Regions from separate parts of the Sus scrofa genome. Here region 2 is linked to region 1. Evidence: chromatin contacts called from public promoter capture Hi-C data. All regions are on one chromosome and are shown on one strand. The core of a region is the stretch at or near the end of the contact, and the rest is flanking DNA. Distances in the headings are between cores, read along the strand shown. Region 1 has its middle 17 kb from the start of CYP3A22. Region 2 overlaps CYP3A29 (cytochrome P450 3A29).

The links. Promoter capture Hi-C pulls out the DNA fragments that hold promoters and counts their contacts.
Region 2: a contact with region 1 is called in a promoter capture Hi-C map of liver, with 5 times the contacts expected there. A contact is called at or near these places in 1 of 5 promoter capture datasets (liver), 1 of 47 Hi-C or Micro-C datasets (epiblast stem cells) and 1 of 2 datasets of targeted methods (alveolar macrophages).

The regions. Positions count from the first base shown.
Region 1 is chr3:6,607,946-6,610,868 of Sscrofa11.1, forward strand. No RefSeq gene overlaps it. Among named protein-coding and RNA genes, the nearest start is that of CYP3A22, 17 kb to the right of the region's middle.
Region 2 is chr3:6,764,446-6,767,368 of Sscrofa11.1, forward strand. CYP3A29 (cytochrome P450 3A29) reads left to right here. Exons shown (of 15, transcript NM_214423.1): 9 at 826-892; 10 at 2,227-2,387. Among named protein-coding and RNA genes, the nearest start is that of CYP3A29, 27 kb to the left of the region's middle.

The sequences.
Region 1 (2,923 bases), core at 141-2,640:
TGGTGGTGGTGGGGGGGACGCACATCTGACCTCTTCTGGGGCTTTGTTGTGAGAGGTGAAAGCCTAGAATAGCTGAACCAGAGGCCCGACACGGGGAGTGGGGTGCCCGCTTCATGCCTTCGTGTGCTGATTCAGCAGCTTCACAGTCTCGGTTGGGTGAGCCGAGCTCTTCGAGGTTTTTCTTGGCAATTTCGTCACCCTTTCCCTGCTCCTCCATGATGGTGTCAAGATGAATGGGGAGGGGGTTAGAACCTACGGGAATAGGAACGTGGGTCTTGCAGGCCTCTGGGCTCAGGGGATGGGTTTCCCTCGGGCTCTGTCCTGTGGCCTCCACCCTGGAGGGGGGTGCTTCTGGCTGAAGGGGCAGCGGGACGTTGAGGTCCCTCATTGAGATGTCTCGGTGGGGGAGGAGGCTGCTGTGCAGGGTGAGCCCGGGCTGCCCCGAGGTGTCTGGAGTGGGACCTCCAGACAGAAGATAGTCTGCAGAGAGCCCAGGCCCCTGCTTGTCCGCAGGTGTCTTCTGCTCCAAGTTGGGTGGCAGGGGCCCCGAAGTCCCCCAAGAGGGAGGGAGAAGGGATCTGTATGAGTTTGCTAGGGCTGCCGTATGACAAGACCAGGCAGCTTAAAGAACAGAAATTTATCCTTTCACAGTGCTGGGGGCTGCAAGTCCAAGATCAAGGTGTCAGTAGGGTTGGTTCCTCTCGAGGCCTCTGATTGGCTTGCAAGTGCCAGCCTTCTCCCTGTGTCTTTGCTCGGTGTCCCCTTGTGCTTGTCTGTCCTGATCTCCTCTTCTTAGGAAGCTGTCAGTCACCTGGGTCAGTACTCACCCCTATGACCTGGTGAAGCCTTAGTCACCTCTTGAAAGGCCCCATTTCCACCACAGTCACCTTCTGAGGGTCTGGGGTTAGGACCTCAACCTCTAAATGTGGAGGGGACACAATTCCAGGTAAGAGGATTCTAGGAGAGAGCCCGCGGGTCTGTAGGTGACTGTCAGAGGAAGGGCAAAGGGGACCTGCTGCAGTGAATGTGCCCTGTCACCAGGACTGGAGGGAGGATGGGGTAGAGACCGGGGTGCCGGTGAGAAGGGCCCGCGTCGGCAGGGTTCTCAGGCCCGATGGAACCAGACCTCTGGCCTTAATTGTTAAGCTGTGCTGCATCAGTCCCATGGCTGGAATGGAATACCCACAGGGCGGGAATAGCTTTGAGGCTAACGTTGGTCTCCCTGGTGTCCTTTTCGGGTCTAGAACATGGCTGAGCACACGGCTGAGCACACGGTAGGCCCTCTGCAAAGACACCGCCTGGCTGTTTGTGCAGCACCTGGTGCACACCCGCGAGCACCGCCTGTCCTCATGGTGTTTGGGGATTTCCAAATAGCCGGTATCAAGAGGATCTGAACCTCAAACATGCCTGGGAGGTCAGCAGGAGGTTCTTGTCTGGTCTTGTTTGGATTTACCGTCCTGGGTCGGGCATGAGACACTCCCAGTGTGGCGGGGAAACATCAGACCCACGAGCAGACCGATTCGGTACAGCAGGAGGCCACTGCTTTGGGAGTGCTTTTTTTTTTTTTTTTTTTTTTTTTTTGTCTTTTTGCTATTTCTTGTACCACTCCCTCAGCATATGGAGGTTCCCAGGCTAGGGGTAAATCGGAGCTGTAGCCACCAGCCTACGTCAGAGCCACACCAATGCAGGATCCGAGCCGCGTCTGCAACCTACACCACAGCTCACGGCAACGCCGGATCGTTAACCCACAGCAGGAGGCTCCACTGCTTTAGGAGCCGGAGAAAGAGCAGCTGGTCCCTTTGGGAGGAGGCGACACCTGGTCTGGGGCTTTAAAATTTTATTTATTTATTTATTTATTTAAATTCACAGATGGACCTGCTTTAAAAAGTTGAACTGCAGGTCCCATTGCCGCTCAGTGGGTCAAGAACCCGACTAGTATCCATGAAGATGTGGGCTTGATCCCTGGCCTCGCTCAGTGGGTTAAGGATCTGGTGTTGCCATGAGCTGCGGTGTAGGTCACAGATGCAGCTTGGATTCTGCTTTGCTGTGGCTGTGGTGCAGGCCGGCAGCTGTTCTCTGTTCTTTTTTTTTTTTTTTTTTTTGTCTTTTGTTGTTGTTGTTATTGTTGTTGTTGCTATTTCTTTGGGCCACTCCTGCGGCATATGGAGTTTCCCAGGCTAGGGGTCGAATCGGAGCTGTAGCTGCCAGCCTATGCCAGAGCCACAGCAACGTGGGATCCGAGCCACGTCTGCAACCTACACCACAGCTCACGGCAACGCCGGATCGTTAACCCACTGAGCAAGGGCAGGGATTGAACCCGCAACCTCATGGTTCCTAGTCGGATTCGTTAACCACTGGGCCACGACGGGAACTCCCGCTGTTCTCTGTTCTGAAACCCGTATTGGTCAGATGATGGAGCTCCTGTGATGGTTCTTTATTTTTCTTTTCTCTTACATTTTCCATCTTTTGTCTCTATTTTCTTTTGTTTATTTTTTTTTCTTTTTCTTTTTAGGCCCACACCTGCAGCATGTGGAAGTTTCCAGGCTAGGGGCCTAATCAGAGCTGTATCTGCCAGCCCACGCCACAGCCACAGCAATGCAGGATCTGAGCTGCATCTGTGACCTACACCATGGCTCATGGCAACACCGGATCCTTAACCCACTGAGCGAGGCTAGGGATTGAACCCGTATCCTCATGGATACTAGTTGGGTTGGTTAACCACTGAGCCATGATAGGAATTCTTATTTTTCCTTTGGAATGAATTATCTAACTTCTCCTTTATACCTTTCAATGGAATGCTACATCTTTTAAAATTTATTTTGTTTTATTTTTTTATATATAGTGATTTTTATTTATTTATTTTTTATTATAGCTGGTTTACAGTGTTCTGTCAATTTCCTACTGTACATCAAAGCTGACCCAG
Region 2 (2,923 bases), core at 161-2,660, 160 kb after region 1:
ACAGATGGTCCAATGGAAACCCCATGAGGCACCTGTGGGGTGTAGCCTATGGTACATTTGAGCCTCTCATAGTCTGGCTGGGCAGGGGTTTTCTCTGGGTGATGAGGCTGCAAGCTGGTTAACCAGCTTTGCCTTTGCGAGGTCTGGAGACCAGCACAGGGACGCCTGCAGGTCAGCAGGTACAGGGCTGGGTACCCAGGGTGGTCCTGGAGGTTGTGCAGAGATCTAGAAGGATCAGGAGCTTGAAGATGCTTCTACAGAAGCTGCCGATGAACTCTGCAAAGGTCAGGGGCTCCATTTATATGGCCCTTCCTTAGGAATTAGGAGTTCCCTGGTCACCTAGCAGTTAATCATCTGGAATCACTGCTGTGGTGCAAGTTCAATCCCTGGGTCAGGAACAAGAAAGAAAGAAAGAGAGAGAGAAAGAGAGAAAGAAAGAGAAAGAAAGAATAAAAGCTGGAGGGAAATAAGGGATTGAAGTCATGACTGTTCTCCTGAGCAAACAGACATGACAGGAAAGGGGCTAGAGTATTCTTTGGCTAAGGAGCTGTTTCAAAAGTCAGAAAAGCCAAAGATCAGAGAGAGTAAGGACCAAAAGGCAGTTGGATACGATGGCTGGATTTCTCTCCGAAACACATCTTGCTCTCCAGATTTTGTAGGTGGTGTCAGTGTTCACTGAGGACTCAGGTAGTGCTTCTTAGACTTCCAGTCTTTTAAGGGATCACATTCTCAGGAAAGAGGTTACATAGCATCTCCTGATTTATCTCTGACTTCACAAGTGACTTTCCGTTATTGAAAACATTGACATGTCTTTTCTGCTTCCAGCGCCGAGTGGACCTTCTTCAGCTGATGATTAACTCCCAGAATTCCAAAGAAATGGACCCCCATAAAAGTAACCACAGAGGGGTCAGGGGGGCCTCTGTGGGGAGGCCCAGAGGAAGGGGTGGTTCTGAAAATGTGCAGGAAGTTTTCCAGACAGATGAGCATTTCTGCCACATTGAAGAAAGTCACACATTTAGAGAGAAACGGTAGCCTGAGGTGCTTCCTAGAAGTGGGCAGGTGCAACTTTGTTCAGAGCTTGAAGGGCAAGTGCAGCAAGGAGGTCAGGCCCAGAAGCCAGTCCTGGTCTGTGCATCCCCTACAGCGGAGCCTCTGGGGCCCTTGTTTCCAGTGTGGACGCTCAGGCTCCTCCAGACCCACTGAGTCAGAGCCTCTGCCTGGAAATTTGCATCAAGGCTTCATCACATCAGGAGGCACAAGCCCCAGTGCTGGTGACCTTAACTTGGAACACTTGGGAAATTCGTGTTCACTAGATTACTTAAAGTTTAATTTTTTCCTGTGATTAATAAGTAACTTGTGGGAGAAGGCTTTGAGACTGTAAATATCCTGTTAATCATCAAATTGTCATCTACTAGTTTTTCAAATGTGGATAGTTCTTGACTGAAACCTTCGTTGCTCTGATGGTGGCAACACCATGGCTTTCTACAAGTCCATCATTTTTCTGGATTTATGAGTTGATATTCTTTCGAAGGGAGCGCTGTCCATCCTCCCTCATCCCCTCATTTGTTTATTTAGTTATATCATGATGATCTCATGCAGAGCTAACTTACTCTCTTACATAATTCTTTATTTTGATTCTCAAATTGTCCGAGGTTTTATTCACTGGAGTTTTCAAGTGCGATCCTTCTTCTTCTTCAATCTTTTCTTCTTCTTCCTCTTTAATCTTTTTTTTTAATGGACTATTTAAAATTTTTTTTTAAAGCAGTTAGGTTCAGAGCAAAACTGAGTGGAAAGTACAGAGATTTCCAATATACATCTGGTCCACAAAACACACAACATCCCCCATTATCCAAAGATAATACCGGAGTTGTGCACTTGTTGCAATGAATGAATGTACATTGATACATTAGTATCACCCCAAGTCTATAATTGACCTTAGGGTTCATTCTTGGTGTACATTCCATGGGTATTGAAAAATGTGTAAGGAGGTATCCCCATGATTACAGCATACAGAGTATCCAGTATCCTTTCAATCTATCGTTTTCAGGGAACTTCCTTTCTGAAGTAAGGCAGTTCGGGTTTCTCTTTTAATTCCCCTGAGCAGCCCTGGAACCAACCATTTCTCCAAGGAGCTCTGGTTCCCTTTACTGAGAAACGTATTTAGAAATCAAAGTTTGGGATCTAGGATTCTCATTGCACCCTAAAATGTCTTTCATCTCCTTTTAGGTCTGTCCAATGAAGAACTTGTGGCCCAAGGTATTATTTTTATTTTTGCTGGCTACGAGACCACTAGCAGTGCTCTCTCCCTCCTTGCGTATGAATTGGCCACTCACCCTGATGTCCAGCAGAAGCTGCAGGAGGAGATTGAGGCAACTTTCCCCAATAAGGTGAGTGATGATACCTGGCGGGGGGAGGGAGGAAGGTGAATCCTAAGCAGGATGCCTGCTTGCTCCTTCTTGGGAGATTTTTGCCCAAAAAAGGTGAATCTCAAATCTTTTACCTGCACTGTTTCGGAATGATCTAAAGCATACAAAACAGAAAAAAATAGGACTTACCTGCTGCACACAGATCTATAGGCACTGTGAAAAAAGTGCTGGTACTGGCATGTCATATATGATATGTCATGTAAAAGCCACACAGCCTCAGTGGCATCTGATAGGAAGCATCTATCACTCCAGTGTCTGCATCTGTTGACTTGGCTGGACTTGCTTTGGTCTGACTATTGCTCCTCTGGGCTGGCCGTGGCTCAGCTGGCCTGGCCGACTCAGCTCCACACATCTCTCATAGCCCACGTCTGCTTCTAGGGCAGTGGCAGGTGTCAAGAGCAAGAACCCCAATCATGTGGGTGTCCCCAAAACCCTGCTAGCATCACACTGAGCCCACTTCCCACTGGTTCAAAGTGAGCCACCTGGTCAACCTGAGT